2 separate regions of the Anas platyrhynchos genome follow, and region 2 is linked to region 1. The links are chromatin contacts, called in public Hi-C maps. All regions are on one chromosome and are shown on one strand. The core of a region is the stretch at or near the end of the contact, and the rest is flanking DNA. Distances in the headings are between cores, read along the strand shown. Region 1 holds the start of RNF17 (ring finger protein 17). Region 2 overlaps FDX1 (ferredoxin 1).

What was found. Hi-C and Micro-C count contacts between places; a contact is called where the count stands out from the background.
Region 2: a Hi-C map of subcutaneous adipose tissue shows a contact between it and region 1, with 3 times the contacts expected there. The contact joins the enhancer-like site here to the promoter of RNF17 in region 1. A contact is called at or near these places in 2 of 8 Hi-C or Micro-C datasets (F1 follicle and subcutaneous adipose tissue).

The regions. Positions count from the first base shown.
Region 1 is chr1:189,112,540-189,119,549 of IASCAAS_PekinDuck_T2T, reverse strand. It overlaps RNF17 (ring finger protein 17), which reads left to right and starts at 4,385. Exons shown (of 36, transcript XM_072032712.1): 1 at 4,385-4,541; 2 at 4,799-4,881; 3 at 5,580-5,664; 4 at 6,120-6,232. The coding sequence starts at 4,810.
Region 2 is chr1:189,351,373-189,358,915 of IASCAAS_PekinDuck_T2T, reverse strand. It overlaps FDX1 (ferredoxin 1), which reads left to right. Exons shown (of 4, transcript XM_027468626.3): 3 at 1,246-1,375; 4 at 5,803-7,543. The coding sequence ends at 5,917. Among named protein-coding and RNA genes, the nearest start is that of FDX1, 11 kb to the left of the region's middle. Within about 2 kb of position 5,690, at least 2 of the 8 cell types and tissues checked have an H3K27ac peak or open chromatin away from gene starts, as enhancers often do. A contact at or near this core is called in subcutaneous adipose tissue, where this site is marked.

The DNA.
Region 1 (7,010 bases), core at 3,136-5,635:
ACTGACTGCATGGTTAAATGCAAGGATGTGTGCATGAAGTGGAATGGATCCAACTCACTTCATGGCCAGAAGCACTAGTGGTAACACAGGGGAAGAGTAAACACACACCTGGGACCAGAAAAAGGCCAGGAACGCCTTTTCAGAAACAGCATAGGTTTCAATCAACCTTAACCAGTCATAAAAAGTCATTTTAGGCACAGTGATGAGATCAACACATTAGCTGAAGATGAGTAAACATAAACTTTTACTAGAATGACAGTAGCCAGCTCATACTGTCGTAGAAAATTAACTACTTATAATGATAGGAGAAGATTCAGAGAAGAAAATACTAACCATAGCGTTACAGCAGAAATTATGCAAATTGGGTCAGTTTAAAAATCACTAATATGTACATACTGGCTAACAAAATGCCTGATGCTCTTGAAAAGCCTGATTGCTTTTATAGTATAAATAACCTAAACCTGGGATACTTCAGAAAAATATTATGAGCCAGAAACTGTGGGTGAGGAGCTGAGAGCAAGTACAGTGCACTCCCTCATGTACCAGTGTCTTCCTGTTAGACCACAGTGTTTTAAGATTATTTGTCTAGCTTGTGTAAACCTTAGAAACTGGACAATTCAATTGTTAATCCTATGAAATCATTGACGAAATTCTACTTCCAATAAACCTGCACATCTACTACCTACAAACACTGCTTTTGACCCTTTCTAGTGTAAGATAGAGGGTCCCCTTTCTTCTTTTAACACAAGTGCAGCCCCTCCCATAACATTTAGGGGAAAACTGTTTTTCTACTTACCATGTAATCACATGGATGTACTACAGAAAAAAATCCAATGATTACACATACCAATTAATTCAGACACATATTTGCAGAATGAAAAAAAAAAAAAAAAAAAAAAAAAAAAAAAGAGGAGTCTAAAGAGTCCATTTTTAGTGCATTTAATGGTTAAATTTTGAAAGCAGAAACTCTTCTGGAGAAAGGGAAAGATGTAGAGGAAGAGAAAAAAAGGATGCATTTGAAGAAATAAAAACTGCTACGTGTTCCTGGCTGGGAAGCTGATCTACAGAATATATATGCATTTTCAACCCATATTTGACGATGATTTTAAAATATAACTATGCTGTTCACACCGAAGACAGTCTATTCAGTGTTGTCTTTGCAATACAGTGTCCTTTCTGCTATAGACAAAGCTACAGAAGCGGCCGAGATCACACAAATGAAGGCATCAGGACCGGTGAGCACACCCATGGTTGATCCATGCTGCCATCTCGTGGTTCCCAAATAGAAGCACTGACGTTTTGCAATGAATTTTAAATATTATCTTGTAAAATCCAGAAACCATGGTAATGTTCTCTCAATAGCTGGTGGCACAGACAGAAAATCTCCATTCTTTTCTGTATGTTTACTGTGGTCTTTTCTGAAATATTAAACCAAATCGCCATTCTTGTGATCAGATTCTCAGAGTGGTATGAACCTAAAACTGAAGGGGTGCAGCTTTTGGTCACTGTATGTATATTTTGACAAAGATACAAACAATACACGCATGATAGATAGAATAACATGTATGTATATATTTTATAATTCCTTGTAATTTGTGGGGGGAGGTGTAGAGAATAGTATGCATGGCTATATGTTATGAATTTTAGCTAGCAGCAGAAAATAGTAAAAATATACTAAAACTAATTAGCAGAAAAATCTTAACTATCATGAGCATTTGTTGCTATTGTTCATTCATTTGTTAAATGCAACTAAAAATAAAAGCAAGGATGCACTATCATCCCGCCAAAGAGCTAATTAGGACTAATTAGGCTTCTCATCAGAGACAGTTAGGCTACTTTCTAGACAATCTTAGACACTGCTGGTTTAAAATTTCATTTAGACCTTTAACTCAGATAATCTTTCCTATAGTTTCCTTTTCTCAGCTACATTCAAAACAAGTCTGTCATCACCTACCCTACATTTTACACTTCAGTCATTATTCACAATGTTCTTAGGTAGCATTAATAGAGGATTTTTTTTAAGCAGGAATTAGCTTAGATTATGGAACATAAAAACAAAACCTTGTGTGCACAAGTCTTTTGTCACCTTTGAAACACAGGAAGCAATTTTCAAAGCTAAACTGAAGCTGAGAAAACTCCTAAGATTTTTACTTCATTGAGATAATTGGTTGGACAATCAAAGGGGAAAAGACAACTGGTATTTACAGTGCAGGAGGAGGGGGATTAGCTCCTGTGGGTCGGAAAACGAGAGAGTTAATTGTCATCTGTCAAACATGAATTAACTGAAGATGCAAAAATGATGAAATGCCATGGAACCAGTATCTAAATTGAGTCTATGAATTTTGATGTCAAGGAGAAATATGAATTTCAGTTCTCATCCTTGTCTTTTGATATTTTGTAGAACTACTTTGGAGATTGACTCTGAAAAACACTGGTAACAGGAATTTGTATTACACGTGCAACTTCAGCCTTGTACATACTGATTTGCAGTCTCACAGAGAACAAGCTGGGGATGAGTATTTTAGGTGAGGTACATCTGCAAGGTCTGTAGCATTGCCACTGATTCAGCTGTGGTATGGCAGTCACTGTACTAGCTGTGGAAATCCATCGGTAGCTGTCACATTTGTTATTCAGTCCTGGTAACTTCCATTAAACATGTCAACCCACTAGAGTTCACCTAATAGAGACTGGATGCTTCGTTAAAGTCTGTCATGTAGGTTGTGGGGCAATTTTGCAATGGACTCCTCTCAGTGCTGGTTGTAATCGAGTTTCAAAATACCATCCCAATAAGGATGGTAAATGGCAACCGGGACTGCACAATCAGCAGGGGTGGGTCTTTTTGTATTAAAGAAAGTTTGAACCTAATTTGTTCAATGGTGTCATCTACCTCCCTGGGGAGTATCCTCACTGGGCAAATGCCCTCTTCAGTGAGCAGCATCGTATTTTTCTTGACAAATCTGACAATATCTAAGGGCCCATTTCTGCCTCACAGCCTTTTTGATGTAATACGTGTGAGTTTGTTCTTGCAGTGATGCGTCTTTATTTTTTATGCACTTTGCTATTTACCAAGTGTAGAAAAATCTTGATGAAAAGGTGGTGGCTACCTAATCAGGGTTGAAATTATTAAGAGTCCACTTTTCGAGTCTAAGTGTAGAAGATGCCATCTGCGAGTTAAGAGATGCGGGACTGGTTAATGCAAGGTTCCCTGGCCAGCAGATCTGGTGGAGCACACGGAAAACCCCAGGGTCAAGGCAGCAGTTTGTGATGTTGCTGGAGCTGTCTGGAAAGGGAATGTATTTGGGAATCTTTATTCAAAATTGAAATATAAACTGGTTTTGGTGTCTTTGTAGCAGGTGATAAATGTTAGCCTCACTGATGCACTGTCTGCAGTTCAAATTTACTATAGACTGCTGGATCAGTCACTACTTGGAGGACCTAGACTTGAAGATCTTTACACAAATATCCCTCCCAACCTCCTAGAAGCCTTCAGCCTTACTAAATCTACAAGAAACAAATTTTCTGTAGGCCAAACCACAGCAAAGAGATGCAGACTGGACACGAGGCACTGCTATAAAATTTTACAAGTCTCTATGAGAATTTCATACAACGTTGAGTTTAATCAGGTCCTGGTTAACAAAGAGGGCTTCTGAGGGAAAGCGCTGAATCAACTTAAGGATAACTTGTAGAAATTTCTGTTCTTCTCAACCAAGTCATGCTGCAAAGCATACTCAAGTATGAGTATTCAATTAATTAATTTACTAAAAGTAGTTGAGGAGCTAGCACCATAGAATTGGGTAATTTTGAACTTTACTGATTCTTTCTTCATGTTCATTTGTTTTTTTCCATTGAACTAGTCTGTATTGTGAATAAAGACTAAGCAAATTTCACATCACTTTTTGAATTTTGCCTTTTTGAGTCAAAACCCCAACCTAACAAACACTTTTTTTTAGCACTGTTAAGGTCTTGCGGTAGAACCTAGATTTACTGTGCCAACAGTGCAAAGATTCGAATAACCTAAAGCTTGTTAGGACACCTGCTTCTTTGACAGCTGGCTTAGTTCATGATTTGGCACTTAAAGTGTCTAAAAGTTGTGAGAGAATATCAGTGTGTTTAACTATACTTTACTATAGGTGAATTAAACAGAAATCTGGAATAAAGTAACCCCGAAGCTTCTAGAAAAGGAGAAGCCATTTTCAAAATCGGTCACCAGCCGAGCCCTTGGGACGCCATTTCGCAACAGCCCCGCCTTGCCTCGCCTCAAGGCAAGAACATGGCGGCGGAGCCCGCCCGCCCGGGCCGCAGCGAGCACCGCCCTCCCCCCCCGCCTCTCTGTGATTGGCTGAAAGGGGCAGGCGGGCTGACGAGACGCTCGCTGATTGGCGGAGAGGGCCGCTATCTTGGCGCGGGAAGGGCAGTGTGTGGTGGTGTTGCGTCGGAGCTGTGAGGTGGCGGAGGTTGTTGTCTGGCGGTCTCGGTGCGGTCCCGTTATAAAGCGGTGGGGGCTCGCAGGAAAGGCGGCCGTGTTGGGGCTGTGCCTGCAGGTAAACCATCAGGAAAGGGTTGTGAAACCCGTACTGGTAAGGGTTGGGGTGTGTCTAGTGGGGTATCTGGGCAGCATGAGGCAGGTGGACCAGCCTTCTGTTAATCTTAAAAGATTTCTGAGGCAAACACACCTCACGATAATTCCATGTCTCCTTATTTTCCTTTCAATCCTTACAAAGGGATGTAATCTATATTTGGTTAAGTGAGGTAATGTGCACGTTGAAGTAAGTCTCTCTCTTCTTTTTTCCTTCTAAAGTCAGGTACACGATGAGTAGAAAGGACTCGATGGATGGCAGCGGTGAGGAGCTTACAAGAAGAAAATTGGAAGCTATAAGGCATGTAAACATTAAGACTACTCTAGTGATTTCATGTTCTTTCTGTTCTGCCTCTAATTTTTAGGAAGTAGCACTGAAGAAGCATAGAAGTAATGTTTGAATCGTGTGTTGTTGCAGATGAGTTTTTATGTATGAAGATGTACAGTAATGGCATGCATAAAGTTTTAAAATTTGGGAAAGGAAAGGTTGAATTTAGAGTTTCAGAGTTCTTAGTATTTTAGATTTTGGTAAAGGTTTCAAGGAATGACATTTTAAATGATTCTTGGGATGTTTTCAAATACTGGCTTATTAGGTTACCAATATCTTCTATTGATCTAGGTATTTTACAAGTAAATAAGGCATTGATACATTCAATATGCTGTTGGTTAAATAACTACATAAAACAAATTGATTTAAATTGTTACATAGCCAGTTAGCGGTGGTTCTAGTGACTCTGAAAACTGGTTCTGGTCGCTTAAAAATTTCAGTATCACCTTCATGGGCAGTAAACTCAGTATCGTTGGAGGTAATGATCTGCCTTGAGTTAGAAGAGGATAATTGTTCTGTGCAAGTGCTCTATGTCTCATTAACTGAATCTTTTTTTCTGCATAATGTCATCTGGTAAAAAGCGAGTGAGCTTAGTTCTAAGAGCTGGGAGTTAGAATTCATGTTTGGTTTATGTCTCTAAAGATTTTAAACCTCTGCTTTTATTTCTGAAGGCAGTGCCTTAAGATACTGGAAGAGGACTTAACAGAAGAAAGTCACAGAAGTGACTTGTGTTGTATATTAAATGATACAAGTGTGAAAGGTGAGATTTTTGGTTCTTGACTTCTATTGCCAGCAATTCTGTGTTGTGCAATATTCACTGTTCCAGATTTCTCAAGTTTCAGGTGGTCTCACAAAGATAATAAACAAGCTGCCAGATTTGATTTTTTTTCTTTTTTTTGCTTTGTTGTTTGTAAAATCTTGAGTATCTAGTATCTATGGAGGCTTCATGAAATTTGTCTTTTCCTGCAATATGGCTACGCATTTTCAATGTGTTTTCTTTGCCTTTTTGCCTTTTTTTCCATGTGGTTTTCTTGTCCCTCATGTAGCAGCAGTATAACATACATATCATGCAGATAATGCCCTAAATCATTAAAGGTAGGTAAATTTCTGTAATTCTATCTAAACTTTCATATCTACATATCTGGGCTTACTGTTGATGTAATGTATTTGTAGAAAACTATTGTAGTGATCATGTATTCATTTTTGTGTCACCAGTTAAGATGCCTTCCAGCTTAAACACTCACAGTCAAATGTTACCTGTGCTTGCTGTTGTAGAGATCAGTGATGGGGATGAAGAGACTGATTTTTCTGGTTCCTTTTCTACAGAGGTAGGTTGATGTAAATCTTTCTGTTCTGAAATTACTGCAGTGCTCCAAAATGGTATTACAGAATTCTCTAGGCTTCTATGGAAAGTGGCTGAAGCCTGGCTCCAGTCAGAGAAGTGTGTGCCCTTCGTAGACTTGTGCTCTGCCAGCAAGTCTTTGCTAGCATTTCCAGCAGTGCAATATCCCTGTGAAGTGCTCACCCGTTGTCCAAAGTCTGGTTTTAGAAAAACTTGTTTTACAATTATTGTCCTTTGTTGCTGACTCCATTCTAGCTTCTCATCTGCACATAAATGTGCAAAAAAGAATTGGTATAAATGTGTATTTAAAAAACTCTCCCTGTCAGTTCCCAAGTGAAGAGAAGATTTCTCTAAAAGACAATTTCTGTTTGAACAGTACCGTGTGCCTTATGAATGTTTCTCTCTTTCAACGTAAGAAAACTGCTCTGCTTGTGAATACTTTGTGTTACAACATCCTAATGCCATTTTGGACAAACTGCATTTTTTTTTCAAGGTATTTTTAATGTAATCTAAAAGGTAGGGTGTGGCCATTCTGGTGCTTCCATTGTGAAACTCAAATTCAGCTGCTATTGCAAAACACAAATATTCAAGGTAATTAAACCAAGTCATTAAACTCTACTGAAGTTATTTCAGTAAAATTACTGAAAAATAAATCAAGTTCACTGTTGCAGTATACTGGAAGCACTTACTAGTTTGGCGTAACAGTGGGGAAAAGTACTAAGAGCAAACAGGAAATTGCCATTCCATTTACTAGAAACACTACT
Region 2 (7,543 bases), core at 4,441-6,940, 240 kb before region 1:
CAAAATGAAAACAGGAGGAAGTTATGAAACCTCTATATTCCTTCTAACCATGGAAAGTCCAAAGTTTGTTCCATGAAAGTTACAGGATTCAGACAGTGCAAAGCCAGCTTTCAGAACAGGTATTTAAATGAACATGAGTTTATGAAATAATAGTGCAAAATAAAGCAGGAAAGGGAATTACAGTTTGCATAAGTGAATACATAGCATGGGGCAATTACAGGAAAAAATAAGTATGTTACTGCACTACAGCTTGAAATCTGAGGTATGTTTCATTGAAGTATGAATAAATTTCACTGCTAGTAATAATCTTTAAGACAATTTTACAGAATCTTGTTATGAGTTGTATACATTTGGGGAAGAAGTCTTAAAATTCTGTAACATTGTGATAGCTAGCTTTATGTATCATTTTATTAGGTGTATCATATCGGCCTTTGACTAGTCTACTTGTATTCTACAGCTAATACTCTTCCAGTTTGTGTACGTACCAGCCATTTTAAAGCAGTGTGGTAAGGTAGTAAACTCTAAATAATGTCCAAGGTAAATGTTTGACATACTGTAGCAGCCTTTAATTATAACATGCTGCACCTATTTCAATAATAATTTGATAATGCAGCATCACACTAGGGCAGGGGAGTAATGCAAAACCATGTTTTGTGTTTAGAGGGGAAAAATAATGAGGGAAGAATGTAAAATGTAAATCTTACTTACTTATTTACTTCTAGCACTAGGGGGCATCCCACGTGCAGTAATAAAGATAGAAGTATCTGTGCATGAAGACTTGTAAAACTGTTGTGATATTCAGCTGCACTCGATTCAATTCCTACAGCTGGCTTTACAATTGCAAAAACACCTTCCACTGTTTAAACACACTGGTTAGTGTGATTTTTTTTTAGACTTATTTTTTACTTATTACTATTTTCCCCAACATTGAGACACTTAAATTGTTGATGTGACAACTTGTACATTAATCAGCCTTTAACATTTTATTAAATTCTCTTTCCACATTTGTTTTTTGTACTTGAAGACATGATAGTGGATCTTCTAGCACAACGTCACACTTGCTTTGAGTATGTGCTATTGATACTGTTATGAAGCGTAACAGTGCAGTGCTTTCTGTGTGGTTCTTATGATCTGATGATCAATTCCTCTCTTTACTTCAGTAGCTGAAACATATATATATATAAATTCTTCTGAAATACAGTAATTTGGAATTTGAGCTTTCTGTTACCTTGCTGTTTTCTTCAGGTGCATGTGAAGGAACGTTAGCCTGTTCGACTTGCCACTTAATCTTTGAAGACCACATATTTGAGAAGCTAGATGCAATTACTGATGAAGAGATGGACATGTTAGACCTGGCATACGGCCTCACAGACACGTAAGGCACCCTAAGGCTTCCCTACATCAAAGAACGGAAAGGAGGGTTTGCGCATGGGGAAGTCCAGTGTTCTTAGAATACCTTAATCAGCTTTTAATGAATAACTGGATTCTGTTACATGGATAGGACCAGCAAGTTTAACTGTTATTTTTCTGAATTCATACTGATGTCAGTACAGTTGATGAAATTTTAATGCCAATACTGTCAGTTTTTGTAAACTGAAGAGTGGCAGTTTTTAGCTCTTTTGTTTGATGCAGAAGTGTCAGATACTGAAGTGTGACCAAAACCCCAGTTCCTTCACCAAAAACTTTGCCACTGCAGTCCTGTGTATGAATTTCCTTGTTCTTGTTTCTCTTCTGTTTTCTGTCCCCATCAGTGTGTATCCAGTTAATGTATTTTATGGATATTTTTACATCAGTGTTTTAGTTTGGGTCAGATCTTTTTTTCACAGAACCACAAAGTGGTTGAGGTTGGCAGGGACCCCTGGAGACCTCTGGTGCCACCCCTGCTCAGACAGGAACACCCAGAGCAGGCTGCCCAGGACCATGTCCAAGCGCCTTTTGAAGATCTCCAAGGAGGGAGATTCCACAACCTCTTTGTTTTTTCTATGCTATTTTTTTCTGTGCTAGTGAAGTAACCTTCCATTCCTCAGCTTCACACTGTCACATGCCTTCTGACAGGGGAGTCACAGCCTCGTCACAGACATCATCACTCCACACACCTGTTCCTCGGGGCCGCACTGCTTGCTGGTGTGCACACAGCCAGTATCATAGAATATAACCACGTGAGCCATAGACAGCTACACCGAGAGGTTTCTTAAGCCCTTTCCTTCAGGTTTTAAAACAACTGCTTGTTGGAAGTCTTTGAGAATCTTTCCAGGGATTTCAGAGGGCTTCATACCTGGCCTGTATAGCATTTATTTTTTAATGTCTCTGCAAAGAAGTATTCTGAATTAACTCATTTATCTCCTTATACCAATAGTGGGAATCCTGCACAAATGTTTTCTCCATAAGGGTGTGCTTTCTCTGATTTCAGTCAGATCTTATCTTTTAAGGAGATTGTGAAAGCAAAGAAGGAAAGCTGAGAGACCTGTTTCAGCTTCATTTTTTTTTCAACTGTCTTTTTAGTTACAGGTTTAAAGCAAGGGTGTTTTAGTGAACTGAAAGGCAGTAGAAAGCCAGAGCTCTCTGTTTAAACACTATTTTCTCTCAAATTCCTTCAGACTAAATTAAGTTTTAGACCCTCTGAAGGCACGTGCTACTTGTGTCAGGTTCTCCTAACATCATGTGTTCTTCCTATGGCCAGGGATCTTTCATGTGTGTGAGAGGAAGACTTTCCTGGAAGAGTGTGCTTTTAGTGATTCTCATGTCTGCCATAGCTTGCCTGGTCTCGTGCTGATACAAAGCTTTGTAATGGAGATGTGCTGCCATGCGCTGTCATAAGTCTGAGGATAAAAGTTTTTTTTCTTGTCAGTGACTCTCTGGAATTGGAAAGGTTTCAACTAGCAGCTGCTGTGAAAGTTAATGCCTCATAAAATGAGGGAATGATTGGAAAAGCTAAAACAAAATTGTTTTGAATAACTGTAATATAATGGAGGTTCCTGAAAGTAATAAAATGAGAGGGGAGGGGGGAAAGTAAGCCCTGGCAAATTAAATGTTTAGAAAGAATGCTGAAGGAAAAAGATTAGAAACAAGAATATTTTTCTACTTTTTAACAAGCTATTTCAGCCTAGCAGAAGAAGGAAGCTTGTCTTCATGAAGAGCTAATTGGTGATGTAAAAAGGTGCACTTATAAATAGATATGTAAAAGCAAAGGTGTTTTCTTTCTTCTTTTTTTCCATTGCTTTTTTTTCCTGGAGATGTTACAAGGATGTCTGTGCACTGGAAGCTTTCTTTTCAGGACACTTCTGGAAGATCTGTGCTAGATTTTATGTAGTGATTATGTTTGTGAACGACTCGAGAGAAGAGATGAAGAGTAAGATGACAAAGCTTGTGTACAGTATTGTGTGACTGCAGCAAAGTCAGAAACTGGCTGTGACAGCACCTAGAAGGATCTTACGTGGTTGAGTGATGGGAAACAAAATTTGGTGGTAACAGATACAGATTAATGCATATGGAGAGGCAGGTGGAACAGTGGTAACTTTGCTTACTTGAAATGGGATGGCAGCTAGCTAAGCCTTTCCAGGAATGTCAGTTTAAAGTGTGTTTTTTTTTGTTTTTTGTTTGTTTGTTTTTTAAGTAAATGGAACATCAGCAATGTGAGGTAGGACCAGGTAGAAAAACAGAAAATACTGTTATATGACAAAATAGGGATTAATTGTATCTTCATATTTGTACAACTCTGACTTCCTGCCTCTTTAAAGAAAATAGAATGAGAAGAAGAAAAGGGAAGGCCTGTTGAAATGGTTAAAGGTGAATGGCTTTCAAGCAGGAATTAACTAAATCATTCTTTTTTCTTTTTTTTTTTTTTTTTGGAGGTGGCATGGTCCAAACTTCTTAGGCTGTCAGGGAAGGGGGGAATCTGGTTAAAGGTCTATAAAATTGTGAATGCTGTGGATGAAGGTAGTTTGTTTCTCACAGTGTTATTTAGCTCTACCTAATGCTTCATATTATCATGTAGCAGGCTCAAAAAAGTGTTGTTTCAAATTAAGTTAATTCTGTTGTCAACACTACAGTGTACATATGCAGTTAGCATTGGTTCTAACTGAAAAACAGAAATTTCAGCCAATTTAAGCCTTGCAAACAGGTATCGTAAACTGCATCTCTCTAGCGGATTGATTTTTAAAGATACTTTTATGCTTGCATATTCACAAGTTGAAGTCTTCTGCCAAAATATATATTTATGCATGTATTGCAGTACCTTGAAGCTGATGCATACAGTCACTTACACTGCTTTCAGGTGTAGCACTCAACCAGCATCTTTAACAGCTGCTCTCTACATGCTTGAAAGAGTTCTGTGCACATATTAATGTGGTATCTTTCTTATGATCTCTCTGCCTACATTCCTATGCTGATTAAATTATTATTCGGCTGGTGACATGGAATATTGTACATCCTTGCTAACACCTAGGTATTCCTAAAAATGAACACGTATGTGTTAAATTGGCTGAGTTCATTTAAAAAGCTGGGAGTAAGTCTTAGACTCCAGTGTTAAAACAGCAAAGAAAGACACTGCATATTGCTGGACTAAAGAAGCAAAACTGGAAGAGAGGATTCATTGTGTGATAATGTAGTGATTACTGAGATTAAATATATTTTTCAAGTTCATTATATCTGTCTTACAACATGCAAGCTGCATGAATTCACTTCTTTCTGTGAACATAATGTTTTGATTGGGTTGGTGAATTTGTAGGATGATAAACATGCTTGTCAGGATATATTCCTGTTTCCGCAGTGTGTTATCATCCACTCAGTCATGTTAAAAACCTGATCCAATTACCCTCAGCTGTAGTTTGCTTCTTTGTTTACGAACTGGTAAAAAGTTGGCAGGCTTCTTTAATATATGTAATTTCTGGCAAACACTGTGCTAAGCCTGCAAGGAGTGAGTTCTAAAGAGATCAAATTTTAGACTTCTTAAAGACCCTGTAGCTATCGTATGGACATGGAATAAGGTAGTTAATATGTCCCATGTGGTTCATGTGTACTCTCCATTACCTTATCACAGAGCTTTTTTTTTTTTTTTTTTTTAAACAATGTTAGTGGTAGGAAGATGCTTCTCAGATACATGCTTAGGCAGCAGCTGTGTTAAGAGAAGGTAAATGGGAATTTTCTTGTAAATAATTAGGAAAAAAAAGTCTAGAACTCCAGGTAGAAGTTGGAGGGGGAAGTCAGACTTGGACTTGAACTTGTAGAAAGACAGGAGGGATGGGAATGGAAAGAAGTTCCTAATTTCTTCTCAGTCAGGTTGTATGTAGCTTTTTTGACAAGCTGTAAAAATTCAACTAACCTAAGCTGTCAGGTGCATTGTTCAGATGCATGTTCAGTTTTCTCGGGCTGTCTTCGACCCTGGGTGGGTTAGGCTGTGCTTTTACTGAGGTTGTCTTTCAGGTTAATTGCTTTGTCTCTTCAGAGAGGCTGAATGCTCTTGGGAGATCAAGTGTCTGTCCCTACCCTTGACTGTGAACCACTGTAAAAGGAAGGGTCACCATCACTGTGTTGCCTCAGCAAGTGTGAAGCACTTGGTGTTCCCCTTCCAACGTGCTGAAGCCTGCAACCTAAGAGTGTAAATCAGTGACCGTGACTAATGCCACATATCTTTGCATTGATGCAAGCAGTTTACTACTGGTCTTGATTAAGACCGTGCACGAGGGGACTGTTTCTGGATCACAAAGTGTTTGGGATGGCCAAAGGTCCGGGAAGCAGGGCTGGCTGTAAGTACTGAGAGATGTGTGACTGGCTGGAGCTCAAGGCAATGTTATTTCCTTACAGATCACGTCTAGGCTGCCAGATCTGCTTGAAGAAATCAATGGAGGATATGACTGTTCGAGTACCAGAAGCTGTTGCTGATGCTAGACAATCAGTAGATATGAGTAAAAACTCCTAAAAGAAGATACCGTAGGAGTTTTAAAGAAGCTTAATTATTTTTATAACTTATTTTTAAATGTATAATTAAATATGGAAACTTACATAATTGTGAGTTATTTTATATGACTATCAATACTAGATTAATGCTATTTTAATTTTCTGTATAGAACCTCCTATATTTTTACGCATAAGATGCAATAATACTTCTAACTGATCATTGGACTATAAATGTTAGCAAGTGTATTACAGATTTCATAGAGTATTAATCTGCCAAAACCTTTAATGGTGTTTGAAAACTGAATCACCTCTGTGAGACCTCTAAAACCCCTGGGCATTGCTGGGTTTCAGACCTAGATCTGTTAAAGAGCACAATTTGTAAGACTGCATGGGGTCTGTTTAAGTGATGCCATTAAAGGTGGTGTGCTCAGAACTAACTGATTCACTTTCTCACTAATGATGATACTTCCTTAGCAAATAGTGGATTTTCAGGGTAGGGATTTTACAAACTTTAGGAACTCATTGGAGACGTGACAAATTCTGTCTCACAGAAATACTGTTAAAATCACAAAATCTAGGGGCCAGTAAAAGAATGTGGGCACCTGCCGATTAATTATTGCGGTACGCCACAGATGTGGAGATCCATGTGGCTTAGAGTAAGGGCTTGGAGCTGTCTGACCAGGAGAGCACAGCCAGAGGAGGTGAATGCAAATTCTTGCCATTCTCTGAAGCTTGGATGGCTGAGTTGGGGCTGAAGAAAGCAGGGTTTGTCAACGTAATGTTTGTTTTGAATCATTGTCTCTTGCTTTTCCCGTTTTGAGCTTGTTCAGGAGGCAGCCTGATGTTAGCTAAGGCATTCAGTGTGAAGAGAGTCCTGCATTCTGTGCCTTGATCTCAAATCATTTCAACGATTGATGTGAAATGACTAGGTACATTTTTTCCATAAATATGCACTCGGTTTCCCAGAAGTGGTAAGGAGATCCCCGTGGTGGGATATCGTGTGGAGTGATGATCGAGAGCCTTCAGTTGGGACTGGGTTTAGTCATTCTGAAGGAGGGCAAAATGAAACAATGTCTCTAAGACTCTACTAGTTTCTTCTTTTTTTTGGCCAAAATAATTAAATGAAATGTCTGTTGCTGATACAATAGAAGATCATAGAAGATTGTAGTTGTTACTGTTATGATTTGGGGCATAATCTTATGTCTAGATCATGTTTATTTACATTTGAATGATCTAATGTATTCATCAGTGCTTTAACTGAACTGGTGACAATGACACCTATGACATCTTTTCTTTCATTATTATATTTATGGGAGAGGGGTAAAATACTATCCAGTGTTGAACATTGGGATTATTTTGAGCTTCATAAAGCAAAAAATAGTCCCTCTTACAAAAATAAAGTATTTTCTAGAACTGTATTAAAAATAATAGATGTAGCTTGGAATCCTCGATTTCCTCTCTGAGTAGGTATTTCTTTGTTTCGTGGTGGTCGCTTGGGGCCTTCCCCTAAAGCAAGGTATGCTGAATGTGCTCTGCTCAGAGAACTTAATAATTAGGGGTTTCAGAACTCACTTGGTATCTCATCACATTAAAAATGTGACTTCAGGGTTTAAATTTCCTCACTTTTTGAAAGATGAAGAGAACGAGG